Regions from separate parts of the Mus musculus genome. Here region 2 is linked to region 1. A link is a contact called in public promoter capture Hi-C data. All regions are on one chromosome and are shown on one strand. Each heading gives the region's core, a stretch centred on a gene start, on an enhancer-like site or on the middle of the called end of the contact. The rest is flanking DNA. Distances are from core to core; before and after follow the strand shown. Region 1 holds the start of Ctsk (cathepsin K). Region 2 holds the start of Ecm1 (extracellular matrix protein 1).

Region 1 (6,797 bases), core at 1,694-4,193:
TCTCAAAAGAACAAGAAAGTGAGTGATACTAAAGTTGATGAGATTTCTGTGAACACCGAGAGATCTCACTCACGCGAGAATCAGAGACACTATTGATGCACAGCAATCTCTCAGAAAGTGTCAGCTACTATTAGGATTTACTTTCCTGATTGCAGAATTTTCTCTTTCTGAGATTTTTCTAATTTTTAAGAATGAGAATTTCTTGAGGATCAAGGCAGCACCTTAGATCTTGAATCTTCAGCCCACAGCTTAGCGTAAAAATTTTAAAGTAGAAAAAAATCCTAAATATACAAAATAGGTAATGAATTAAGTAACAATATGCTATATTCTTGTAGCATGAACTATACCACAGTCAGATTACCACAGATGCGTGCGCGCACGCACGTGAGCACGCACACACACACACACACACACATACACACACAAGCACACACTACAGAAGGCACCTGGTTCTTGACTGGAGTAACGTATCCTTTCTTTCGATAGTCGATGGAGTCTGGGACCCTGCCTTCCCACTCTGGGGTATAGAGAGTGTCATTACTGTAGGATCGAGAGGGAGGTATTCTGAGTCCCGTCATCTTCTGAACCACTTCTTCACTGGTCTGAGACAAGAAAGGATGCCAAGCATTAGCAGGGACCAGGGTAAAGACAGTGGGCAGGCCTGGATCTGAGAGGCAACTCACCATGTCTCCCAAGTGGTTCATGGCCAGTTCATATGTATGGACACCAAGAGAGGCCTCCAGGTTATGGGCAGAGATTTGCTTCAGGTTTTTCTCCCAAATTAAACGCCGAGAGATTTCATCCACCTAAACAGGATAGTCAGTAAATTTGTAGACTGAGTGGTTATATAGGTAGTTTTAGAAGAAGACATACAACATAAACAGAAAACACAATCTAACTGGGAAACCATAGACTCTTAAGAGTACATACACAAATCTTATGCAAAGGTTTAGAGAGACCATAGAATAATGGCATTACTATGAGAAGTGTTCCTTAAAAGAGCCTTCCCCACATACACCCCATACAGCCCCATCTATGGTACTGGGTATTGGACTCAGTGCCTTGTACATGCTAGACCAGCCATCCGTTCCTGAGCTACCTCTCCAGCTAATACATGTGGGAAGCAGACAGAAGGACTGATGCACAGAAGGAAAAGCTAGCTGCAGAGTTAGAGAATGGGGACTGCTTCCTTGGGCACCTTGCTGTTATACTGCTTCTGGTGAGTCTTCTTCCATAGCTCCCACTGGGTGTCCAGCATTTCCTCCGGAGACAGAGCAAAGCTCACCATGGGTAGCAGCAGAAACTTGAACACCCACATCCTGGCGGAAGGAATAATTAGGGGAGATTTCCACTAGCAGAAATTCACAGGTTGGCTTTGGATGTTCAAATGGCAGCAGACAGGTTATCAGGAAAGTTTTAACCTTTTAAGAGCTTTAAAAATAAATTTTCTACCAGAAAAATAACACACACACACACACACACACACACACACACACTAATCCTAAGGGATTCATAAACTCAAAAGAACACCACATACACACACAGACTTTCTGCCATTTCAGAGACATGGTCTTTTTATGTAAGTCTTTGCTGGCCTTGAGCTCACTATGTTAATCAAGAGGGCCTTGAATTTAAAGATCTACCCCCTCTCCCCTGTGCCAGGACTAAAGGTGTGAGCCATGCCCAAGAATCCCTTCATTTGACTGTGAGACAGGCACACTTGGCTGTATATGGAAAACAAGGAATTGCAGGTGATTCTCACATAAAACAGACAGAAGTTCAGGAGGTGCCGGATCATCTGACTTAATCATTGTAACTCCCGTATGTTCCACCAACACTGCACACACTTTAGGCAACCGCAGTGCGTAGAAGTAACTGGGAAAGGCTCGGCAGCTCTTATGCCACCCCCACCCCACCCCCGTATCCCAGGTAAGGGTGCACATAAACAGAATAAGCACAGTGAGCGTGGTTACAGAGCCAGAGTTCTAGCTACAGTACACTTCAGGCTTTGTGCATAGTATTCTTCCTTGCCTACACCCAGATCTTGCCAGGAGAGGACAGGACCATTTTGATGGTATTTACGTTCACTGTATCTTCATTTGCCTTGTCCACTTTTTTCTTTCCACCTCCTCTCCTTTAGGCAGGAAACAGCTCTGATCATAACCAGATGTCACGGGTAAGTAGCTGTTCTTTTCTCTTTTCTTTTTTCCAAACAGCGACGTGGCTGCTTTACAGGGTGAAAGCCTCAGACACGAATGGAGGTGGAAGATGGAAGGACAGTATTCCGTAATGACCTAAGTTCACAGCTCACAGCTTTTCAGCATCTGCTCTGGCCCCATTAATTTCTTGTGTTGGCTTAATTGCAAGTTCTTAAGTTTAAAAACCATTTCCCACCAGCAGCACATCATATGACTTGTGCAACACTGACGACATTTCATCTACTCTTTGCAAAGCAACAGACTACCCAGCAGAGCACCAGTAACCGGGGTGTGACAGGCTTGCGGGTGGCTGTGAATTCTTCTTCTTCCCCAGGAGTTGGTTAACTCTTAAGTTAAACAGAACTCAGAAAGAGCCCACGCTTGAGACAGGCTTACAGAATCCTCTTCCTCTGATTATACCAACAGCCACATATTCATTCACATAGAAAATCCTAAAGATTTCCATACACATTTAGCTAGAAAATAAACTAAGGATTATGTTGTTATTCAGGGAACTTAAATTATTTGATCCCCAATTCATTATATCCTTTCTCTTCTTAAAATAAGGTTAATTGGTAGGAACAAGACGCTAAAAGATCCAGAAGTTAAAAATGTTACCTGCTGTTGAGAATCTGTTCGCTAGGCTCTTTTCGGATAGGAAGCGTGGCTACTGTGAGCGGAAGACTAAGGGTGCTAGATTTATTCGGTAAGGATTGCGGAAGTCAACTCCAGCAGTGGCTGGAAAATCTGGATAAGGGAGGGAGTCAGGGATAGGATGAAAAGGAGGAGGGGTTAGGGAGGAAGGACACACATTTGCACAATGTGTGTATACAGTATCATATGCCAGTGTGGATAGCTGCTAAGTGTTTAGTTTCATCTGACTGACTTTGGGGGGCAAAAATAAGATAGCACAATATTCAAATTGAGACTTTGGTGGGAGATTTAAGAACACAGCCCTAGTTGTCTCCATTCTTCCTCAAAATGTCTGACTGGCAATTTCCATCTTTTCAACTCATCTAGTTCTGACCCACCTCCTTACTCTGCACCATTTCCAACGTTGTGTCAGATCCTCTTCTGAGATGATGGGGGTGGAGTGAGGGAGAGGGGAGGAAAGGCTAGAAATGTAAGGCTCTAATTTAAACATTTAAAACCGTTTTGTGACTGTTTGCTATTAACTGCTTCTGGGCATGGAGTAGTTTTTCTAACCCATTATGGCTGTACATCAAGGGAGGAGCTGCCCACAAAGTCCAGGTGAGATGGTTCAAAAGTGGCCAGAAAGTCACGTGTGTGAGACAGTGCAGTAATCCCAGATATTCAGGAAGCTAAAGCAAAGCCATCACTGGCTATGGGCACACCTCTGTCCCCTCAACATACACACTGGATGGCAGGGGTGGATGGTTCTCTGTGAGGTCAATGCCACAACAGTCTACAGAGTGAGTCCAAAGTCAGCCAGAGCCATACAGTGAGACGTCTCTAAGTAAGAACTTACTTTCAAGGTCAACCTACTCTAGGCAATTTAGTGAGATCCTGTCTAAAAATAACAACGGCTGGGGCACCAGCCCAGGAATGGCACCATCCACAGTGAGCTGGGCTCTCTCCCATCAACCACTAAGAAATGCCCTACAGGGCCAGGGAGATGGCTCAGCAGTTAAAAGCACTGCCTATTCTTCCAGAGGTCCTAAGTTCAATTCCCAGCAACCACATGGTGGCTCAAAACCATCTGTAATGGGATCTGATACCCTCTTCTGGTGTGTCTGAAGACAGAGATAGTGTACTCATATACATAAACTTTACAAAAAGATTCTAGTTGCTTAAATGGAGGATAAAAGTAATTTACAAAAAGCTAAAAGAGGGTTGAGGAACATGACTCAGCGGTGGTGGGCTTTCCTAACATTATGAGGCCCAAGGATCAACACCCAACATGACAGTAAGGAAAGACAACTGACCCAATGTAGCACCTAATTATTTACAACACTTGAATCTACATTAATGGATACACGTGGGACTCTACTGCTAGACTCTCGGGTGGTAGAATGTCTGATGAGTACTGCATCTCAATCATTAAAATCCCAAACTAGGTCCAGTTACAAGAGTCTCCAAGCGCTTCCCCAAAATCCAGGCATGTGACAGATCATAAGAGTCTGACTTGGCCAACCACACCCTAAACTCCATTTACTTCCATAAACACATGTGAGGAATTAGGAAATGAGGGACTGTGAAGCACAAAGGATATTACCACAAATATAGATTCAGTTCCTAGCTGGATTCCTGGCACAGACCCCAGGATTTCTAGACCCCAGGATCTCAATGTACCACCTGAGTAGAGAGAGCCCAGATCCACATCTGAACTGTTTAAAGCTCACAATCCCTTCATCTCCTTTTAACTGGGAGAACACACTGGGGAAAGACATCAGGATGCCCCATAGTGGCTTCAAATCCAAGAACACTCCCCAGCAACTTCTGTGAGATGAGACAACCCCCACTCCCAGACAGTGTGAGCAGTAGTCTACTGACTACTCCTGATGTGTCAGGATCAGGTGGGTACACGAGAACAGGGCTAAGTGACCAGGGCCCTGTGAGCTCTGAGTCTTGAAATGAAGATTCAACTACGCTCTGTGCCTGTGTGTGTCGAGCTCACTTATGAATGCTTAGTTGTGCATGTCTGTAAAGGGGTCAGGGAGCCGCAATCAATAATATCACACAACACAACACAATTTATAAAAGAAAAAATACTTTGTTTTAAAATCTTTGCTACATGTCATTATTTTTGCCACAGTTAAGGCTTAGCACAGATGGGCAACAAGAAAAAACAATCAAAAATAAAACCGTGAAGGAAAAGCAGAGCGAGCCCCTCAGAGAAGCTTCTCCCCGCCCCCCCTTCTTCAGAAGCCCTGTAATAACTGTACATTATAGTTCAGATCACAGTTAAAAACAAGTCGGTTATTAAAAAACAAGTATTTTATTGGAAACCCAACTTTTTGGTTCAGTAAAATGTGATATAAATATATATGTATACTGTATGTGTGCACATAGAATAAAAAAATAGCCTCCTTTTCCACTCTACTGCCTGGCACCAGACTGGAGACAAACGGAGGGAAACTTAGTAACATTCCCTCAGCCTCTCCACGAGCCTCTCCTTGCCTGGGCTCCTCATGCCCCATCAATACACATAAGAGGTCTTTTCCATATTAACTTAATCTTTGACAGGAGCCAGTTTAAGGAAAAAAAAAAAAAAAAAGGCTGTTGATCTAGGAGACTCACCTGAGGACGGTAAAGGGTAAAAGCAGTTACCTGCATCTGCATTTCTATGGCTATAATTATCAAGTGACCCTGTTGGGATTTAAGTCCACCTAACACAGACTTATGTTTGTGCTCTAAAGCAAACCCCAATTTCAAGATTGCAGAAGGAGCAAAGAACACCAGACTTCAGCAGACCTAAAACTGTTTTGGTGACAGGAAGGAGAGGCTACTGTGCAGGAGGCTATTTGGTTTGCATACTCGTCAGTGAGGACTTTCACTCAAGATAGCTAATCCAAGAAGTTGAGTTTCCATGCAGAAATAACCTCTCCAGAAAAACATGTGTGACTCTGACAGAAAAATGCAGCATTATCCTTGTGGGCAAGTCTGGGATTTCTGACAGTGTTCATGTAGCCAGCCTATTTTGGTAATATCTGCAGCTCTTCCCAATGAGTTGAAAGCACCAAAGAGCAGGAGTCATCCAGCTTGATCACTGTGTCTGTAGGAGACCAACCCTAGCAACAGAAGGCTGGGGGTTGGCCTAAAGTTCCATTTTGGCTGGGTATGAATTTAAGTGCAGCAAAGACTTAATTTAAATACTCTTTGGCTGCAACACTAAATAGAAAAATACCTGAAAAAATTAATTTTCTTAGGACACTTTAAAGAGCAAGCACAAAGTCAAAGAAGATCTGGGACAAATTTTGCATATACTCTATAATAGGGAACAAAACATAGGAGCTCAAATGCCCCCCTCACCCCATCTGTCTCTGTCTCTTACTCTCTCTCTCTCTCTCTCACACACACACACACACACACACACACTCACTCACTCACTCACTCACTCACTCACAAAGATAAGTGTTCATGCTCTCTCTCAGGCCTCTTTCTGGAGACTGCTCACGTCCCAAGGCTCCACACACCCCTACTGTGTTTCATGATCCTCAGTGATGAGGGCATTTCTCCTTTCCTCCACTCCATTCAGAATTTCTATCCAAACAAGCCACAGTATCCAATTAGTGCCTGTCAGATTCTTCTGTTCTGCCCCTTGACTCCAGCACAAATCATGTCTGTGCAACTTCTGGTCAGAAGAAATAAGGACAGGAATTCAGGCCTCACCTATCCTCAAAATTTCAGAGGATCCTAAAAGCCTGGGAAATTCATTTAATTTCTTCTATAACGTTTCTTCAGCAAGTCAAGGGGTGGAAAGGGTACATATCAGGGGTGAGGGAAGGGAAGGGAGAGGAACTTTTATTCTGTTTACAAAAGATTTGCTTTTAAAAACAAACAGTGATTTCCCCCCACCCTTATCCTCACCCCAATAGTTCTATTCGGAAAAGGGGGGAAACATAGTTAGATCAGGAA
Region 2 (6,083 bases), core at 1,699-4,198, 240 kb before region 1:
CTCCACACCCTACCCCATCAGAGAGTGTTCTTGGTAACGGGAAGTGATTGGGCTCAGGTCATGAGACTTTCACCGTTCACCCACTCCCCTTCTTCCAAGGCCGGCAGGTACCCCAGAGTGTCCAGTCCTTATTCATCGAGCAGTGCTTGGTTCTGTGGAAAGGCTGTTGGGAGTGCTGGCAGAAAGCTGTGGGGGGAAATGGTGAGTCACTGGCCACCAGAGTTCTGCTCTTCTCTCCAGCCAGAAAGTTCGTGCCTTAGGTTCTGACCTTATCCTATGTATTTCCTTTTCAGATCTCCCTACAGCTACACCTAAGCCTAATGGCTAAAGCCAAAGTGAATAACTTCCTGCCCCTTTTTCCTGCCAACAGGCCCCTGTGGCTGTCCCCGCTCCAGGTGGTGGTCATCCCTGTGAGGACAGAGCAAGAGGAATATGCCAGGCAGGTGAGTTGAGAGAAGATCAGGAACAGCAGGGCATCTGCCATGCATCCCTGGTGAGACAGGCTCTGCAGGAGAGTGGGAAGGGCTTGAGGGCAGCTTTCCCGTGTGCTAAACATTCTCCATCTAAAAATTGAGTTCAGCCTTGGCTTTATAGTAAGACCCTTTTTAAATAGTTAGGGGTGAGCCTAGAGCTGTAGGTCAGTTGGTAGCATATTTACCTAGTGTGCAGAAGGCAGTGCGCTCAGTCTGCAGCACCACAGGAGCCTGCAGTCCTAGCACTTGGCAGGAGGAGCATCAGGAAAGGTCATGCTGTGCACAGGTCCACAGCCTGAGCCGCATGAGGTTCTTTATGGAGAAACTATGGACGGACGAGAGTTGAACAGCTGGTTGGGAGATGGGTGCCTAACAACCGACAGAGCCCAAAGAATAATTGAGGCTTCATTTTCTGTGAGAAGCACACAAAGGTTTTAGGTCAGGGATGGGAAGGAGGCCTCAGTATCTCAGAGAAGAGGCAGTTAGCCAGCTCCTGAGAGCATTGGAGGAAGTGGGGATGTGAGACAAGTATCCGAGGAAGAATAGTAACCAACCATCATAGCTCAGCTTCCATTCAGATTTACTCATCACCAAATCTGTATCCCAGGTGCAACAGTGCCTGCAGGCTGCAGGACTTGTGAGTGATCTCGATGCAGACTCTGGACTGACCCTCAGCCGGAGAGTCCGCCGGGCCCAGCTTGCCCACTACAACTTTCAGTTTGGTAAGAGGGTTAGTCGTAGACCTCAGAGCCCCAAGCTCTGCATTCTCTGTACTAACTCTATTGTTTAGCTCTGTGTACATTGAATTAATTGGGACTCATTACCTGGGCTGGGTAGGAGCCTGACTAATCTGCCTGCCTTCCATTGCTCCTTCCCACAACCTATTCCATCCCTCAGAACAGTTGTCTTCTCATTAACCCTACCCTAGGCTGTTTCTGTAAGTTAATTAACCAGGCCAGCATCAAAGAGGAAGGGACAGGAGAGGATTAAGAAGGCATCAGTTGAAGCCAGGCATGGTAGGCACACCTGTAATCCCAGGATTTGGCAGGTACAGGAGGGAGGGCAAACATGTGAGGCCACTGTGGGCTGTATGTAGCAAGATTATCAGTGAACCAGAAGCTGTAGTGCTCTGTGGTGGAGCACTGGCCTCCAATGAGTTAGGTCCCAGCACCAAAACCAATAAAGGCATTAATTAATTGCCTTGTTTATTGTTGTGTGGGTGGAGGCAGCTCTAGGGGACAAGAAAGGTCTTAGGGAAGGAAGTTGCTCCTGACTCTTGGGCCTCTGGAAGCAAGAAGCAGAAACTCCTAGCCAGACCGCCTGACTGGGGCATCACGCATGCCCGTTGCCTTGGCAGCACTGAGAGCAAGCCCCGCCCTGCTGTTTCCCCTTCCTGTACCGTACCCCTCCCCCCAGGTCACACACATACAGTTTTTCTTTTTGTGTAGCTCTCCATGTTTGTCTCTGTCTAACTGACTCTGTATCTCCCAGCCCTGGGCTCCTGACCTGCAGGGAGAGGGGAGTAAAGCCCGGCCCACTTCCTTATCTCATCAGAGTGGACAGTCAGCAGCAGGGCAGGCGAGCTAAGCATGGGCTTCAGCCACGGCTAGGCTCTGCTCCTACCTTTCCTAAAGATTCAGGAGTTTGAAGTTTCTGCAAAGCAAAAGGAAACAACCCATAGGGTGACTTTTGCTTGGGTTTGCAAATCTTTCCTCTTCCTGCAGTGGTTGGCCAGAGAGAGCAGAGTCAAAGGACAGTGAACGTACGCACGCGAGATAACCGGCAGCTCGGGGAGCGAGACCTGGCCGAGTCCGTGCAGAGACTGCTGGAGTTACAGAACGCCAGGGTCCCCAATGCAGAAGAAGTGTTCTGAGTCATGTCCATTGGTGATGTACAGACTCATGAGAGCCGTCCGTCCCTTTCCACGGGACAGTAACCCAGCTGGCAGCCCCGCATGTCCCCGAGGCCTCAGAACTGCTCTCTGAAAATAGACATGGTGTGGGGGCTCCCCACAGAAAGGAATGCTGTACTGACTGGATAGAAGGAGAATAAAAATATACTTGAAGCCAAGGCTGTGCCTTCATCTGAGTCCGAATGCTTTACTCCCTCTTTCCCAGACCTGAGGCAAAGGGATACTGAGGCCTCTGACCAGCAAGGGCACTGCCTCAGGCAGCCATTCTCCTCCCACTCCCACTCAGGAGAGTGTCAGATCCATTCTTTATAAAGGACAGTATGCAGATGGGAAACTGAGGCACAAATTAAGGGTCCAGATGACAACTTGCTCCATGATCCTCTGCATCAGTTTGGAGGGGATCCAGGAGTGCTCCCTTCCATCACCTCCATTCTTCCCAGGCTAAGGAGGCTCCAGGAGTCTGGGAGGAGTGGCTGTAAGAGGAGGAGCAGCAGGGACTGAGTCATGGCAGGAAACAGGGGGGCGGGAGATAGCATATAAAGAGAGACAGACAGCAGGCCTTGAAGTTCACAACGGCAGTAGCAACAGCCAGGGGAGCAGGCTTGCAGCAAGTGGCCCAACCCCTTCAAGTCTAGATCTGCCTGTGACAACCAGCTTCTGGGTGACCAGTGACCAGTTCTTGCCCCAGGATGGGGACCGTATCCAGAGCAGCCTTGATCTTGGCCTGCTTGGCTCTTGCTTCTGCTGCCTCTGAGGGAGGTGAGTCGGGGTGGGGTCAGCAGTTGCTTAAGAGTCTGGCTCCAAAGAGCTCAGCAGTTGGGTGATTGGCTTCCTTTATATGAACATGTCACTGTGAAGTGGGGCTGAACCTTTAACCATGGAGGCTGGAACAGGAGCAGAATAGCTAGAGGTAGTTGCTAAGAAACACAAAAATTAGAGTCAAATAGACACAAGACAGGTGAGTTTACAGGGTGAGGATCCTCCTGTCAGAACACGTGAGGAGGGACGAGGAGGCAGGTGAGGAGGAAAAGAAGCCCTCGGGCTGCTAAAACTCAGCCTACCGAGCCAGGGAGCCTAGACTGGCTCACTCTGGTCAGAGGACGAGTTAGAGTTCACCCACATTCACCCCCTATTACACACACGCACTGCTTTGAAGTCTGAACAAAAGGAAATACCAACTCTGGACAGGACAGAGACTTAGATCCTTCTATAGATAGCCGTGTCTGAGACAGCTCCACCTCGCTGCTGTCCTGGTTCCTAGGTTTGTGCCTTCGGTTCAGCTCCAGATGTGAAGGTGCTTTGCCAGCCTGGTGACCTGTATTCCGTCCCAGTAACCCACATGGAAGGGGAGAAATGACTCCCACAAGTTGTCCTCTGACCTATACACATCACCACGGTGACACACTGGCCCCCTCCACACATACACAAATAATATTTTTCTTGTTTAAGAAACCTAAAATAAGCTGAGATTGAAGGGGAAGGCACTTAAACATTTGGCTAACCGTCCCACCCAAAGGCCAAAAGTATTTTTAAAGGCCTATAGGAAGAAGTTTGAAGAGAGGTGGATCCTGGAACATCAGCGCATTGGAGGGGACGGCAGCCACAAGCCCCATCCAAGGGAGATACTGACAGGAAATCAGACCTCCATTCCCAGCCACATTCTTTTAGACCCCAACTCAGAACCCAGCCACTCAGAGGGGAGGTGTGTGACAGGTGGCTCCCCCACAGCGGGCTTTCCACAGTCTCGGCCTCCACAGCCTCCCCATCCTCTGTCCAGGACCAGGAAAGGACGCCTCAAAACTGCCTGACTTTTGTCTTTCCTTCCTCTAGCCTTCAAGGCTTCAGACCAGCGAGAGATGACGCCAGAGCGCCTCTTCCAGCACCTCCATGAAGGTGAGAGCCTCAGAACTAACCAGATCGGATGAAGACGGGTGCTCAGGACAGCATGGCTGTAGAATTTGTGGGGAACAAGCATGCAATTGGGAGGCTCTGAGTGTCTCCCCTCTTGCCTCTAGTAGGTTATGCAGCACCCCCTTCCCCACCACAAACCCGGAGACTCCGAGTTGACCACTCTGTAACTTCTCTGCATGACCCTCCCCTCTTTGAGGAACAAAGAGAAGGTGAGGCTGCCCCAAAGCCCTCTCAGTTCCCGTTGAGACCTCTAATCTAGTGTACTTCCTGCTCCTCAGGAAGGGAGGGACCCCCCCACCCCACTGTCTGCCTCACAACTGCCTGTTCTGTAGTGCAGCCCCCTTCCTCTCCAGAAGACATCCCTGTGTACGAGGAAGACTGGCCCACTTTCCTAAACCCTAATGTAGATAAAGGTGAGTGCTTCCCTGCCCCCCAACCCCCGCCCACCCCACTGTGATGCTGACACTAGCCTGACCTCCCTCCCTTGTGCCCTCCCCCATCTTGCAGCTGGTCCTGCTGTCCCTCAAGAAGCCATCCCCCTGCAGAAAGAGCAGCCCCCTCCCCAAGTCCATATTGAACAGAAGGAAAGTGAGTGACTGCCTCTTTCCTGCACAGCTTTCCTGCGGAGCCCATGGGCTTGGGGAGGAGGGGCACATGGGACTTACTCTCCTGAGCTGCTCAGTCTCTATCTGTACAGTCGGTGGAATGCTTGTCTGACACAGTCCAGGCTGGCTTTCTCCCGCACTCCATCAACTGGATGTAGTGGCACTGACATGAACATCAGACCTTCAAAGGTTGTTCTTAGGCTGGGCAGTGACTTTAATTCCAGCACTCAGGAGGCAGAGGCAGGCAGAGCTCTGAGGGGTATATAGCCTGCTTGGTATATAGAGCAAGTTCCCAGACAGCCAGGGTCAGCGTTACTGAGTTCAAGGCCAGCCTGGGACATATGAGTACATGAGGCCCAGTTTTAAAGAAGGAAGAGAAGAGAAGAACGGTTGGAAACAATGCCTGTCCAACAGCTCTGTCAATGGTGTAAAATAGCAGTCGTGTTTTTTTCTGGCCTCTCTATTGTGTTCCATCGTGCATGGGAACTAGCAGGAGCCTGTGTTTTAGAGGAGCCCATCCCAACAAGCCTTTTGCTTACCCACCTCCCTCTACCCCAGTAGACCCGCCTGCCCAGCCTCAGGAGGAGATTGTCCAGAAAGAGGGTGAGTGACCACACTGGTCTGTCTGTTCCCACGGTTAGCCCCTGAGCCCCAGGAAGGAGCTAATGCTGGCCTGAGGGTCGCAGTTACCTTTTCCTTTCAGTGACCCTGAACTGAAGAAGCCCACATACTATCCCAGCCCTTTCTCTTCAACCCCAGGTCTCCCAATGCTCTATGCTCAGCCAGCCTGCATGCATTCCTCCCCACTGTTTTCTCTGTTCCAGTGAAGCCACACACCTTGGCGGGCCAGCTCCCTCCAGAGCCCCGGACTTGGAATCCAGCCCGTCACTGCCAGCAGGGACGGAGAGGTGTCTGGGGCCACCGGCTGGATGGCTTCCCTCCTGGACGGCCTTCTCCAGACAATCTGAAGCAGATCTGCCTTCCTGAGCGTCAGCATGTGATCTACGGCCCCTGGAACCTGCCGCAGACTGGCTACTCTCACCTTAGTCGCCAGGGAGAGACCCTCAATGTGCTGGAGACCGGATACTCCCGCTGCTGTCGCTGCCGCAGCGACACAAACCGCCTAGACTGTTTGAAGCTTGTGGTAAGGGTTTGGCTGCTGCTGCTGCTGGATGTGTGCGT

Evidence for each region. Capture Hi-C pulls out chosen DNA fragments and counts their contacts.
Region 2: a promoter capture Hi-C map of adipose tissue shows a contact between it and region 1. The contact joins the promoter of Ecm1 here to the promoter of Ctsk in region 1. A contact is called at or near these places in 19 of 39 promoter capture datasets (the C10 cell line, the HPC-7 cell line, HPC-7-derived erythroid cells and 13 more), 3 of 15 datasets of contacts at CTCF or cohesin (large pre-B cells, pro-B cells and stem cell-derived epiblast-like cells), 8 of 484 Hi-C or Micro-C datasets (embryonic stem cells, forebrain, liver and 4 more), 7 of 115 datasets of contacts at active chromatin or transcription factors (bone marrow-derived macrophages, embryonic stem cells, pancreatic cancer cells and 1 more) and 4 of 9 other capture datasets (adipose tissue, liver, macrophages and 1 more).

Annotation. Positions count from the first base shown.
Region 1 is chr3:95,495,356-95,502,152 of GRCm38.p6, reverse strand. It overlaps Ctsk (cathepsin K), which reads right to left and starts at 2,943. Exons shown (of 8, transcript NM_007802.4): 1 at 2,817-2,943; 2 at 1,199-1,319; 3 at 684-806; 4 at 447-602. The coding sequence starts at 1,318. It overlaps Arnt (aryl hydrocarbon receptor nuclear translocator), which reads right to left. Exons shown (of 22, transcript NM_001037737.2): 22 at 4,913-6,797. The coding sequence ends at 6,760.
Region 2 is chr3:95,736,434-95,742,516 of GRCm38.p6, reverse strand. It overlaps Ecm1 (extracellular matrix protein 1), which reads left to right and starts at 2,948. Exons shown (of 11, transcript NM_007899.3): 1 at 2,948-3,144; 2 at 4,216-4,278; 3 at 4,401-4,505; 4 at 4,629-4,709; 5 at 4,804-4,884; 6 at 5,460-5,504; 7 at 5,726-6,045. The coding sequence starts at 3,075. It overlaps Tars2 (threonyl-tRNA synthetase 2, mitochondrial (putative)), which reads left to right. Exons shown (of 18, transcript NM_027931.3): 15 at 100-201; 16 at 371-443; 17 at 1,081-1,195; 18 at 2,198-2,543. The coding sequence ends at 2,346.